2 separate regions of the Mus musculus genome follow, and region 1 is linked to region 2. The links are chromatin contacts, called in public Hi-C maps. All regions are on one chromosome and are shown on one strand. The core of a region is the stretch at or near the end of the contact, and the rest is flanking DNA. Distances in the headings are between cores, read along the strand shown. Region 1 has its middle 27 kb from the start of Cxcl1. Region 2 has its middle 19 kb from the start of Rassf6.

What was found. Hi-C and Micro-C count contacts between places; a contact is called where the count stands out from the background.
Region 1: a contact with region 2 is called in a Hi-C map of bone marrow-derived macrophages, with 27 read pairs. The contact joins two enhancer-like sites. A contact is called at or near these places in 1 of 15 datasets of contacts at CTCF or cohesin (liver), 49 of 484 Hi-C or Micro-C datasets (the AML12 cell line, the C2C12 cell line, the F1.1 cell line and 26 more) and 6 of 115 datasets of contacts at active chromatin or transcription factors (the NIH/3T3 cell line, embryonic fibroblasts, hepatocytes and 3 more).

What each region holds. Positions count from the first base shown.
Region 1 is chr5:90,860,412-90,867,625 of GRCm38.p6, forward strand. No RefSeq gene overlaps it. Among named protein-coding and RNA genes, the nearest start is that of Cxcl1, 27 kb to the right of the region's middle. Within about 2 kb of position 1,685, at least 8 of the 459 cell types and tissues checked have an H3K27ac peak or open chromatin away from gene starts, as enhancers often do. A contact at or near this core is called in bone marrow-derived macrophages, where this site is marked.
Region 2 is chr5:90,656,055-90,663,532 of GRCm38.p6, forward strand. No RefSeq gene overlaps it. Among named protein-coding and RNA genes, the nearest start is that of Rassf6, 19 kb to the left of the region's middle. Within about 2 kb of position 5,562, at least 24 of the 459 cell types and tissues checked have an H3K27ac peak or open chromatin away from gene starts, as enhancers often do. A contact at or near this core is called in bone marrow-derived macrophages, where this site is marked.

The DNA.
Region 1 (7,214 bases), core at 435-2,934, 200 kb after region 2:
ATGGATGAATAAGGCTATAGAAGTTTTGTTTTGGCCTAAGCTGTGTAATTATCCTCCACGACACTGTCCAGCTCTTTTAAGTATAAACATTTCTATCGAAATAAAATGACTCAGATAAGACACCCCAAGATTTGAACACCGTCATGCAGGATGTGACATGCATACTCAGTCAATGTCTGCTACAATAGAGGTAGGATTGGTTTAGGCATGTGGGAATATGATAAGGATAGGTGCCGGCTTTGTGCTTACAGAACTCGTATTGCCCAGTGACGGCTATTCAGATGTCCTGGTTCTAGTCAGAAGAACATAAGCACTAGCACTAGGGCACAGAAGAAGTATTCTACTGTCCATAAAGCAACAACTGCTGCTGGTGACCTTGATCCCCACCCCCTAGTGCTGCTAGACCAGCATAAAAATAAAGGAGTCACTCTACAAGCTAACATCTTAGACCCTAACTGACATTGCACATGATGGAACACTGGAGCTTTCTGGGTCTTCAAATGCTGCTGTACTATTTTTTGAAAATAGCAAGTGGACACTTTTCAGTTACTCTGTGCAGACAGGTGCAAGGTAGCTCGATGCTCAAATGATGCAAAGTTGAAAGTCTAAAATGTTCTGCTAGTTGAGCAAATTAAATCAGCTCAACTTCTAACCCAAGATAATGAAACTATAGCATAGGTACTAAGGACAGAGAGACACAGTATTGATGGAGGTTCAGGGGTTCATCAGTAGTAGCAATAGCTTGTTTCAGTAGATTCAGTGGTCAAGCAAATGCAGGTTAGATTAGATACCCAGTGAAGGCGAGTGGGAACTGTGATTACTCACTTACTGCTATTTTTTTTGGTTCCACACCCCAATTTATGCTTAATCTCCATCATAGCTATAATGAAGAGCTGTAGCCAACCTCAGGTTCATGCCACATGGGTTCTTGCCCATCAAACAATAAGCATGTTTCTACACTCTGTGTCAATCTCCCCAAGGCACTAAGGTCTACTTAACTCGTGTGCAAGATATACAGGAAAGGATGAAAGTTAATACCCCTTGAAACCTCATAAACTTGGCAAAAGGATGGATGGCCCCAGACCCTGCATGAGATTTGGAGGCATGGTGTGACCCTTAGTAATCCCAAGGGCATGGAAATGATGTTACCCATTATGGCCATTCTTAAGACACACGCACGTCACTGACTAACACTAATTACGTATCATACTAATAGTTCTCATTGTTTGACCTCTCCCATGCCTCACATTAATGCTCTGGATGCCCCCAACAATCAGCTACAAGGACCCAAGTCCTTGACAGGGTTCTGACTTCGCAGAATAAAAACTGTAATGACAGGCTTTATCAAAAAGTATCTTACGTCTTTAGAGACTTGTTTTCTCCTTTTATTTTAATTTGCTTTGCGTTTCTTTAGTTCTTTGTTTTCTTCTCTCTTTGGAAATAGCCAGTTACCCCAAAACATCAGTTTTCGTTTACCTTCAAGATGGTATCAGTGCTGTTCCCGGTGGCCCTTTCCTAATGCACATGTTATAACAATGTTAAGAGGCCACCACAAGTCTGGGACATGCTTAGCACTTGCTCGAGAGGATGCACTTTATATTTATGCTTCCTCAAATCGCTGCATGTCCTGTGGTTAGTTGTGTTTACAGCATCCGACTGTGAGTTAAACACTGCAGTGCGGTCTACCTCTAGAAAAGACCAGACAATGAATCAGAGATCTTTGATTCCTTTTTACAGTTCTGCTCATTGGATTGAGCAATCCCTTGTCCTTCCTTTTCCAATTTCTCAATCTGCAATGGAGCCAGACAGCACTTTTTTTCTGTATCCCAGATTAAAGGGATCAACTTTAATATCACTGAGAGCCTTTAAGGTCATCAGGAATGGGCCTAAGCCCACCATACTTTCTTGTGTTTAAAAATCTAAGTATGATTGTTAGTTGGGGTTTGATGTGGTTGGGATATGCTTAACTATAGAGAGAGAACAATTTTGCACCTTTATTTAATAAGTGAAATGTATCATGAGTCACCTGCTTTTGAAAATAAGGGTGAATTTCTTCCATTGAAAGTATGAATTCACAGGAAATGTACAATGGAATGTAATTGTATACACAATACAATATCATAAATCTCCCATTAAAGCTGCATGCGAAACTTCAGATTGGGAAGAGGTGGGTGGGAGCAGAGGCTGCCGTTAGCTTCAGAGCTTATTTCTTGCATTTGCTTTATTGCATGGGAAGGCATGCTTGTATATGACTGCAGTTTTGTACTACACAGTGTTCCAGATTTGTGGTTTTATGATATTGCCTAGAAGTAGTCTGTACATGACACACACTGGTCACAGAAAATGAAAAAAAAAAACAAAAAACAAAAAACAAAAAACAAGAAACCATCAAGCCAATACTGACCTAAAAGCATCTGCCTTTCTAGCTAGCTTTCTCAGTGCTGGAAGGTGATACACAGGCTGTTGGGGTCAGGGGGAGAGGCCAGCAAGATTCTTGTTTATCTATGATTCCTACCAGCTACAGTGTGACTGACCTGGAAAAATATGCCAATTGGTGAAGTAATGGCTTGTACTTGTAAGGGCAACTGTCAGCTTTCTGATAACCTTTACCGACTGTGCCTTAAAGGAGAGAACTTATATCTGGCACTGTAAACCTGGCCAAGAGTCTATGCTGTATTGCTAAATGGACCTAACATCAAATTCCCTTCTTAATATGTTTCTCTACATACATAGACTAGTGAAGCTCTCAGCATCCATTAGGAGCTTCTTATGGTAACACAGAGACTCACAACTAGTCAATGTTCAGAGAAAAAATGATTGTGGAGGGCCAAGCCATGAGCACCTATGTCACCCCATTCCCCACAAGACTCAGGAAACATTGTAACAGCCAGAAGTCTGGGAGGACTGTTGCAGGATAGTGATGTAGAGACAAAGCCATTGTATTTGTGAACTCACAACAGCTGTGCTTCCCTGCACAAGACCTGCAGAAGATCAAGCCAGACAACAGTCCAGCATGGATGGAGAAGGGCCTCACCTGAAATGAGCTCCTGGCTGAGATGTTAATGGCAGTTTATAGTTGCTGGGGGTAGTGCCAGCCAGGTCTGCTTCTGCTCTCTGGGTATCCAGGCACCATTGTGCCCCCCCCTCCCTGGACTGCACAGAACAAAGCTCAGAAAGGTAGATAGGTTACACAGAGCCTCAGTGGTGTGGATGGAGGAGATATAGCCTTCTCTGAGATGGTTTTCAGTTAAACAGCTCAGGGGGTAACAAGGGCTATATAGATCTTGGGGAGTATGTAGGGGGCTTTGGGGTAAGTGTGCATCACTGGCTAGTGTTAAGGGGCTGGCAAGGCTTCATTTTCATAAAGATGAAGTCCAGATGCTTGCTGAACATATCCTTATGGAGAAAGAAGAAGTTTTTCCTGTAATTTGGCCACCAGGCTACATGACGACCTCAAGGGTGGAGAGGTGGGGATCAGAAGGTTGAACTGACACTGGGACATGTGGAGCAAATAGGAAAACAGTGGTACTCCTGCTAGTTTTAGGATGAGATTTTTTAGGATTTGGACATCACTCCTGCTCCAGACTGGCTCCCCAGGCACATGGCTTTCTGGCCCCACAGGAGAGGAAGAGCCATTTTCTTCAGGGATGTGGTCTCTTCTGGGTTGCTCATGCTCTAGTAGATGGCACCACCATACCCATGCACACAGGCCAACACTAACTGAACTCAGTGAGTTATTTTGTAGAAAGGAGATGAAGTTGGGTGGGGACAGGGAATGTGGCAAGGAGTCTGGGAGAAGCTAAGTGAGGACAGTGGGTGGGTGGGCATGATCAAAATATTTTGAGTACATGTAGAAAACTGATAAGCAAAATTAAAAAATAAGCAAAAGAAATCGTCTCGATAAGGTTACAATCCCACTTATTTTTCTATTAGAGAATTTACTTGTTCAAATTACGCTTAAGGTAGCTTGACAAAGCTTTAGCTCATTCATTTGTATTTTACAATCGAGGAGGTCAACCAGGTCAGTGCCGTATGTTGTGCACATCGATGGGGTGTGGTAGAAAGGAGATGTGAGTTAGATAATGGGCAGTCTTCACTAGAAAAGGGAGGTAGTAGCCGCAGGACTTCCAGAGAACAGGGACAAAGTTCTAGGCTCCAGAATTATGGAGAAAAGAGGAAATTTAAAAAGGTCGAGAGTAAAGGTAGGAGGGGAGAAAACAATAGTTCCACAATTGTCAGTTTTACAAGAAGCTGTTGAGGTCAGCATAAAAAGAACGAAATTTCGCTCTTTCAGTTCATCTTAGCCACTTCAGGCATGCCTGAAATAAGATCATACATAATTAATTTATATAAAAAAATATGTTCCTACATTCATCTTTTATAATTATACAATTCATCAGGAAATTCAGAACAAGAGAAAATGTTTAGTATTCTCCACAGGTAGGCATGGATTTTATTTGTATATGAGGATAGATTGTGTATATATGTATGTATATATGTATGTATGATATGTGTGCATACATGACCTATTGGGTTATGTGTGTGGTATGTATGTATTCATTTGTATGAGTGCAGGCACATGTATGCCGAAGCACACATGGATTTCAGAGGACTTTACTGTTAGTAAACTTTACTGTTAGTCTTCACTTTCCACCTAGTGTGCGACAAGTTCTCTGTTCTTTGCAGCGGAATATGGCAGAGCAGCTGGCCTATGAGTTTCTAGGGATGCTCTTGTCTCTGCCTCTCATCTTTGCATAGGTGTAATGTGTGGGGAGCCACCCTCACATTCGCCGTTACAAGATGGCGCTGACATCCTGTGTTCTACGTGGTAAACAAATAATCTGCGCATGTGCCAAGGGTAGTTCTCCACTCCATGTGCTCTGCCTTCCCCGTGACGACAACTCGGCCGATGGGCTGCAGCCAATCAGGGAGCGACACGTCCTAGGCAGAGGATAATTCTCCTTAAAAGGGACGGGGTTTCGCCATTCTCTCTCTTGCTCTGGCTCTTGCGCTCTTGCGCTCTGGCTCCTAAAGATGTAAGCAATAGAGCTCTTGCTCTCTTGCACTCTTGCTCCTGAAGATGTAAGCAATAAAGTTTTGCCGCAGAAGATTCTGTGTAAGAACGCGTGTAAGAGTAATGTATCCAGCTTTATGTGGATTCTGGGATTCAGACTCACAATTAGACAGTTTATACTTACCTTCCTGTTTACCAGACCAAAGCTGCGAAGACAACTGAAGATGAATAATTTCAACAATTCATCTCTTATCTGCTTTTGTTTCCTGCACAGTCAGATTAAGCCTCTCACTTTCCTAATTCATTTCACTTTGTTTTTTGTGCTGGCATTGAACCCAGACTACTTTGCCTGGTGAGCCAAGCCTACCACTGGTCTAGAAGCCCAGATCCTTGGGCTCTAACCAACAATTCTGTAAATCTTTGCTGAAAAATACATACATATGGTTCCGTCACATTCCAACCTGTACTGCTCCACAGTTGAGCAGTCTCTTTTGACCACCTCTTCCTCCCCATGAGTAAGCAAGCCTATAGTCAGCTCTGTAGGGTGCAATGCTATTTTAAGAAGTATTTTAATGCTAACTCACTAAACAGAGAAACATCAACAATACTTTGTTTGGATCTTTCCAGTGAAAATTACTCTATTGTACTATGAATGAAAACAGGATTTTAACAAAAATGTAACATGAAGATGCTATTATGTGCCAGATACAGTACTCATGCTATCTCATTTAGTCCTCTCTCTCTGTTTATCTCTGTCTCTCTGCTTCTGTCTCTCTCCCTCACACACACACACACACACACACACACACACACACACACATGATTGTTATCTTGAAGTGACTTATTCAAGCTATACAAACATTAAGTAAAGCCAGAATGTCATACCTTCTATATTAATCTTTCTGCCATTTATCAAATGTTGCCTATCAGTTGCAGTCAATTCAAAGACATTTCATGTAGCATTACATTAATAGTCAAGAAGAAATTTGTTTTTTGGGGGGTCTGGACAAAAACATTTTCAGGCTCCCTCTTAAAAGTACAAAGAATCTAAAGGAGAGGGAGAGAAACAACAAATTAATAATGCTTTTAGAAAAAAAACTTAATTTGGGGTTTTCCAGACATGACCTTACAAGACTTATAACCTACAGTTTTGCCTGATATTGAAGGTAGAAGAGAATATGGAAGAAGTCAGGTTTTGAAACTGTTTTTGTGTAAGGTTTTGGGTGAAGTGGAAAACTAAACAATCATTACTATACACAAGGTAAGAAATTAAAGATTACAGATTTTCTACAGTGTGTTTCCAGGTCATGCAATAAGAGAAGCACTGAATGTCACTTGGATAGTTTATGTATGGTCTACTGAGAAGAGCCTTGAAGAGATATATCTAGATACATGTAACTGCTTTCTTGCTCATTTTAAACACACAAGGCCTGTCTTTCTATCTTCTAGGCAGCTGTACAATTAAGTGGGATACCTACATACTCAATTATTAAAGAAGGGTTTTGTTGCAATCCCTTCTTGCAGAGTCCTGAATAATATGGATTTGGGGCCACCTTGTGACAGACTAGGATATTCCTTACACTGGATCCTAGGGTCTGAACCTTGGTTTTCTTTCATAGAGCATGTTGCTTTGTGAAAGTGTATCTGAAGACAAGAGCTGACTTCTACTAATAAAGAGTGATTATATTTACTACAAAGTCACAGAATAGTCAGTTTCACATTTGCCTTTTGCTCTTCCCAACCACAGCAACAAACTATCTACCTGTTACATATATACTTTATATCATTCTACACTCAGAGTGCATCTGTGGCATAAGCTGCATCAGATGTTCACTTATAGAGGATGCAACCAAGTTAACATGTTGTAGTACATATTCCTGCATCCACACAGATAGCCAATCGACTCTGAGGCTCAAAATATTCCATAGGAAGATATAAATGAGTTGTTCTGTGTTTGTATGAATGTACAAAAATTACATGACAGTATTATGTCTGCTACTTAGTAAAATTTAAAGCTTTAAATTTCATTTTGTTAGCAGAGTCTGGCTTTAAGGCTGTAAATCACTAAATAAGAGAAAAACATGAAGAACTTGAAAGAAAACTTTAAGGACAACACCATTATGCATAAACTTAATAGTGTAGAAATAATGGCATAGATTTGTGACATTTTTCTCACATACCACCATACCTAAGGTTTTAA
Region 2 (7,478 bases), core at 4,312-6,811:
CGAGTAAGCTGTGTGGTCTGGCGGAACACCGAGGAGCTCTATGAGACGATTCATTCACGCGTCAACATGAATGCATTTCAAAAATGTCACTCTGTGCTCAAGGAGCCAGACCGGGGACAACTGATGATTCGAGATTTCAATCACAAAGAATCCTTATATTCATAAAACTGGAGCAACGGGAATTAGAAAAATGCTTCCTAGAGGCTCAGGATGGGGAGGGGGACGGGTCGACTGGAGCACCAGAGAACTCTGGGAATGAATGGCACAAACTGCATTTCTAGTGACTATTTGTCAAATATTGTCAAATGGCACTCACAGTTTTGATGATTTTTGTCATGTGTGAATTACCCTTCAGCTTCTCTGACGTTTATAAAGGGAGTCGGGAATGCTGAGAACACACCAGTGGGGGACCGAGATCCTTGCCAGATGAGCGCATCCCATGGGAAGTCTTAGTACTTTTCCTGGTTTGGTGAACCCACGGACTGACCCTCCTGGAAGTCATTTCTTTGTTTCCAGATTTATAACTGGAATACGTGTACTTGAGGGCTGTCGCAGATGCATTTTCTGGCATGGAGTAACAGCTGTGCTAGTGGAGGCTATCAGTGGATGCATATACACCATCCTCGCCAGCTACCTATCTAGGCTCAATCACTGTACAGAAGCACACAGTATCCTGACGGATAGGCAGTGACAATTAGCACCAGTCTCATAGATCAAGAAAATGGTACTGCTTATATTTCATGGCTTGGCTCCTGAAGCAAGCAAATGAGACTGGCGGATGGTTGCATTTTACAAATGCAACCAGGGGATAATTTTGCCCATTATAATCACTGCGCTTGCTAGAGCGAATAAGCCTGACCTTAATTCACCCATATGGAACTACTGATCTGGTGAGAGCGCTCATTCCCAGTCTCGTCAAAGAAGAATTCCCTCTCAAATGGATTGAGCAATTTATATACAATCATGACTTTTTCAAGAGTCTCCTCTGCCTCCTGGGGTACTATAACCTAAACTGATGTCCATGATTGTCACATTGATCTGCTTTGTCAGTGACTACACTCTAAGTCACTCGAGCAAGAACTATTAGGCACGTTGGGTGTGTCAAGACACGAGTGCTCCACGGGTCGGGATTGAATTGTATGGATTTAGTCCAGCTGTGCCAACACACACATTCCCTACTGAACACCCTGTATCTCTGCTTCCTCTGACGTCAGATGGTCTGGCTCATGACGGTGACTTGTTCTTGCTGGCTGGGCCATGGGGAGATTATTAACTTATTTTATGTATGCAAATACACCTTCATTCTTTTCAGACACACCAGAAGGGGGCATCGGATCCCATTACAGATGATTGTGAGCCACCAGGTGGTTGCTGGGAATTGAACTCAGGACCTCTGGAAGAACAGTCAGTGCTCTTAACTGCTGAACCATCTTTCCAGCTCCTAGAACTAATTTCTAACCATGAAGAGTCCAGAGTTGGTGGGAGAGAAAGCACCAATTTCACATGTGTCCTTCAGGCCAGTTTTAACCAGGCTCATTAATGCATCATCCTTTGTCTGTTGAATTTGTGCACTCATCTGGATGTGGGCACTGCTTCATATGAAGGGCCAGGTTTCAAGGTGTCTATATACCTGATAATGGCTCTGAATTCTCAGTATTACCTCTAAGTGGTAGTGGGGTTTTCTAATATCTATCAGGCTGGTGACTCCTGGATAGGTTTCACGGCCATGTGCAGATTCCCTCATGCCCAGTGTATCTTTGGGCTGGACATAATGTTACTTGGGATTCCATGCCAGAAGACCCAACTCATACGATGCATTTTGGTGCCTCTTGGTGCTCTGTTGCCTGGTTTGGGTGAATAGACAGCTGCAGAAATTATGGCCCAGCCTTTTGGTTCACAATACCAGAAAAGCCTCTTAGAGAATCAGAGGTGCCAGCCACAGAGAAGGGACATCCGCAGATGCCACCGAAGGACAGAGATACTGACTGCCATCCTTTGAGCTTCTGTGGTGGTGGTGGGGTTCTTCTTATTTATTCTTCTGTCCTAAGTTTCCTCTGGGGAGGAAGAGTCCTAGAACCTGGTGAGGGCCACTCTCCCTGAGTGAGGCGGACCTTAGCAGGGATGTGAGCAGAGAGCAGTGCACCCTGGGAGTTGGGCCGCCAGAGTCACATTCAATGCACAGCTGGTACAGCAGTACCAACCTCTGGCACTCGGCTTCCAGACCTGCCAGCTATTGTCTGAGCAGTGATTTAATTGACCTTATGCTTTGTTTTGTTTTGAGATAGGAAGATCTCGTGTAGCTCAGGCTGGCCTCAAGCTCCTCGTGTTGCCTGTATGTCCAAGGACGACTCGGAATTGCAGCTGCTCCACATCTTACATGCCGTGGGAGCGCGGGCGTAGGCGCTTTGCTCAGCCTCTGTGCTCGCTTTTAGAAAGGGCCATGCGGATTGGCTGAGGCATAATCCAGAACGCATGCACCCACGTACCCAAACTCTGTGAACATTTCTGATTCCATATATGAAAAAAAAATTAGGGAATGTATTGTTAGTTTGTTAAGACAGAGTCTCCTTATGTAGCTTCGGCTGGCTCTGAACTTACAGGAATCTTCTTAGCCTCTGCTTTCTGAGTGCTGAGATCACAGGTATCTACCAATATGCCGGAAAGATATTTGTAAGCTTTTTAAAAAGCAGGGAAAAATGGTTATCTTATTTTTAAAACCTCTAAAATTTTATCCAAATTTAAATGAAGAAATTGGGAAACTTTATCAACTTGCATACCGAAAACCTCTGTTGACTTGGTAAAAATCAATTCCTTACTTACTCCTTAATTTCTAAATACCTATTAAGGCTTTGGGGACCTTATCTTTGCCTAGTGAATACATTTGCTTTCTGTGTTTGGACACTTAAAGATGTGATTTTGAGAAAGAGATAGCTGCTGCTCATGTTCTCTTCTGAAACAGACAGTTTCATAAAACACTCGTATCAGACAGAACCAGGATGGATCATGACCAAGGAAGGACCCGCAGCCGAGTCTGAACCCGCGAAGTGTGCGTGCTCAGCTACAGAGATGAACAGCCCACCTCCATCCTGATTAGGCAGTGTGGCTGCTCATCCGTGACTCTGATGACATGTTTCATTAAACTTTCATCTTCCTTGGTTCAGATAAGAATTGAGAGATCTGTGAACACCAGTGCACCGTCCTGACAACATCCAATCCGGAGCAATCCTGCTTTCTTAGCTTCCTCTACCCCCCCCCCCCCCCCCCCCCCGTCCCTCTCCCGTGCTCCTCCTGAGCACTCCAGCTTCAACAACCGGCCCCTCCCCCGGGATGCTCTTAATTGCTCTTTATGCACACTATGTATCCAATCTCAGGTATGATCCTTCAGAGATCCTTGACTGCAAGTCTACTATTGATTTCAACTTGATACAAATAAACTAATTGGAGAACAAAACAATTTTTTCCCTCAAATAAGTACCAAGGGAAATTGTCGTTTAAAATAATCTATTTCTTCCAGGTTAACTTTATTAAGTTAAACAAAATCTGTTCTTAATTTCCAATATACTTCAGACAGTAAACACGGTAGCAAGAGTTTTGGTAAGTACTTGGCAACCTTCCTCTTCCCTAAATATATAGCTAATACATATTCAAATATGTAAATTCGTTCTCATGATAAGTGATATTATAATAGAATTGTTCATGAAGTATATGATAATCCAGTTTCTGTTTGTCTATAATACTTATATTTTCTTTTAAATATTTGTGTGTGTGCTGTGAAGGGGTGTGCTCATGTGCTGTACCTGTAGAGGTCTAAGAACAACTCGGAAGAGCCAGCCAGCTCTCTCCTTTCACCATATGGGTCCCAGAGCTCCAACTCAGGTCATCAGGCTCTGTGGCAGCCACCTTTATCTGCTGAGCTGAGCTGTGCATGCTCCGGCATGTGCTTGCAGGAATGTGAACTCACATGTGGTGTATGTACATGCATGTAAAAGCCAGAGGGTGACGTCAGATGTCTCCATCAGTTGCTCTTCACTTTATATCTTGGGATGGGGTCTCTTCCTAAACCCAGAGCAGACCGATTTTGCTTGTTTGTCTAGCTAGAAGATGGAATGTCTCTGTCTCCTTGGAGTACAGGCATGCCACCACATGAAACCTACACTTGCCTTGGTGCTGAAGACGTGCACCTGCACTCCAGTCCACACATTTGTGGGGCAAAGGGTTTATCCACAGAGCCATCTTTCTGTCCCATGGAAGGACACTTGATACTTGTAGGCTTCCTACTAGTGAGAAGACTTGAGCCCAGCATCTTGGAGTGAGCAGAAGGATTGGTGGACACAAAAGGAAACATGCCTAAAGGGGGTCCTTACGATAGTTATCTCTGGGGGATGTGTCACTCCAACATCTAGGGAGCCAAATTCTGCCATCCTTGGTAAGCAAGGCCAGCATGGAAGACTGAGTCACACTACACAGGATTTCCTGAGTCTTTATATCTTATCTTATATCTTATATCTTACAAATGCAGGCTTTCCCATCTAGCTTAGGCTGGTGTCAAATTCTTATGCTCACAAGTACAGGGATTGCAGGCATGCATGTACCAACTGTGCCCGGCTAATTTCCTGAATTCTTGTGAAGAGTCATGGGAGGAATGGTTTCGCACAAAGTAAGAACAATCGGTTTGCTCATGTTTTATTTCTCAATGCGATTTCCTGTTCTTAGTACCAGCCATGACTGCATTTCCACCAAACATGCAGGAAACAAAGCTGGTTTTTCCTTGAATTTGACATAAACTGGATTTCATGCAGTTATGCAAATGGGTGAGAGGTCCCGGGCTGACTCAGCACCAGCATCTTTCCTCACCTACCCTCTCCCGATGGTGACATCTGGATGCTCTGTGGAAGAGTTATCTGAACACTGTGCTCACCTAGAGACAACTCTGCCTCTTCCTCTGCAGGAAGAGCTCCGCAGTGAGACCTTCACTCACCGTAGCTTGAAAAACAAATTCTTCACCTGAAGTGACTTACAGTACAGTGGAACAGACACAAAGGCTAAGAAAGTTTGGTTTCTTAAAACCCAATGGGAATTCAGCAACAAAGGAGGCTTGGGGGTACCTAAGCCGAAAACCAAAGGAAGACTCAACATCAGACAAGTTTGAGCAAGACCTTCATTCTGGCCTTGTCCTCATCCCTAGCTATGACATCACAGTCGCAAGATGCTTCCCTTGCGGCCATCTGGCTTACATGCTTCCTCATGCACACCCAAGCTAGAAAGTATCCTCCTTTAGAATCTCCAATCATATTCACAAATCTTGACTCAGGTTGAGCAGAGTAAATTGACAAGACTTATTGGGAAAACATGAGAATGTGCCCGCTGACCTCCTGAGACAAGAACAGGTCAGAACTCTCCGACTCCACGGTCACTAATCACAGGTATTTCCTTAAATGAAAAACGGGTGTTGTGACGTGGAGGGGAATGCAGAGAATCTGGTTCCAGTCAGGACTTTGACTTTTGAATGGTCTGTATCCCTGTTAGGTTTAGTAAACAGTGATACCTCATCTTACCTATAGGTGGCAGTGTCGGGCTAGATTTGGCTGAGGCCCCAGAATCCTTAGTTCACAAATTACTAACAGTAAACTTCTGCAGGTAGCTTAAGCAGCCTCAGCTTCCCCATTTGTAAAATGAAATCAGTAAGACGGTCCGTGTAGAGTTACCATGAGGGCCGAATGAACGGGCTTGTTGTTCTTGGAACAAGATGTGTGTGTGTTAATTGGGCACCTGTCAGAGCCTTCAAGGTATCTCTTTTAGTGGCTTGGGCATTTGTGTTCTGCCCACTATGTCTGGAGGCTGATATTCTCATCCCTCATCATCGTTTTTATGAGCCGTAGACAGCCTCTTCTCGTTGACCTGAGGACTAGGTGGCAGTCTTAAACTGCAAAGCACCACACCACAGTACCAGAAGCATACACTGTGGCTCACCTTGTGATACTTGTTCAAAAGGAAGCATCGGTGCTGGCAAAGGGGATGCCGTTCTGAAGTGGGCTAAGTAAGGACAGGAAAGCTGGCTACTGGGCATTCTTCTCGGGGACAATTACCATGCACAGACGAGCTAGGTCAGGGAGATGCTTTAGTTTTGGAGACAACAGACATGCTTCTGTTACATCAAACAACTCAGTAACAGAAGGTTACTGGTTAAAGGATCGTCAACTCCTGCTGAGCAAGCCCACATTGCCAGCACTGAGGATGAGACCGACATCCTGGCAACCCTGTCCTTCCGATGGGCTGCCTTGAGAGTACAGCGTTAACTTTTCTCAGTTCCAGCTTCCAAATAAAGTTCCAAAAAGAATGCCCAGTAACAAGCTGTGGGGCCCTAGGGATAAAACAGCTTAGTAGAACATGTGGGATGCTTAGATATAATGGATATGATTGTCTTGCACAGTGCATGGTAAATATTTAAGGCACAACATAAAAGGGATATAAACGCATACATACATACATTTGGAAGGAAATGTCCACTACACAGTGCAGAGCGCTTCCTTCTCAGCACACTGTCAAATACCCTGTACCTGTTATAAGGAATTGGCTTCAAGTCTAACCAGGACTCCATAGGCTTCTGAGTGCCAGCCAGAAGCACAAAGAAGCTGGAAGTGCCAGCGCACTAAGCCTGCAGCTCTCAGCCTTACCAAAATACTCTAACCATCTGCAAAACCGTCAAGAACCTCGATGCTCCAGCTCCAGCTAAACAGATCTAACGTCTGGCCTTGAACTGCACCCTGGGACTTTTCAAAACTTCAAAAAGTCCCAAGTGCAGCTGAGGCAGAGACCGGTTGCTCTGTCACTCTTCTCAGACTCCAGCAGTGCGGGTGGTCACCGGTGCTGTCTGTCTGGCAGTCACCTGTCCTTTCTTGCGGTCATTTCCCTGCAGCTCTGGGCTGGGGCCTGAGGCCCTGCACTTTCAGCATTAGATCCCCAAGAGTCTGGTAGGGTTTAGATCCCCAGGATTCTGGTTCTTGGACCATGCTCTGAGTGAGCCTGCCTTTCGATGAGACTATAACTGATTCTAAGAAGTGTATTGCCTCCTTTCTTCCTCCATCTCCACCCAATTGTGTAAAAACACCCAAACTGAAATGCCGAGAGCACCAAACCGAACATTTTGTAGAAGACACCCTCCCCCAATGACTACCCTCCTCCTTGAGGCACAGCCATCTTGATGCATGCTTAGACAGAATGTTACCTTCTAGTTTCAAATGATCCCCTCCCCCAAGCTAGATTTCAACTGATGGCCTCATGCAAGGCCAGGAAAGTGCTCACCCACTAAGTTACGCCCCCCAGCTTTGTTTGTAAGTCTTAGAGAAATTTGGACTTGCCTAAGAAACGGTCCCACGCTTCTCTCAGCAGAAGATGATTAAAGCTAATCCCCTTTAACCAGTAAAAAGTAGCCGTGAGGTGTTCAATGTAACAGCAACACATAGACACCTTCAGAAATT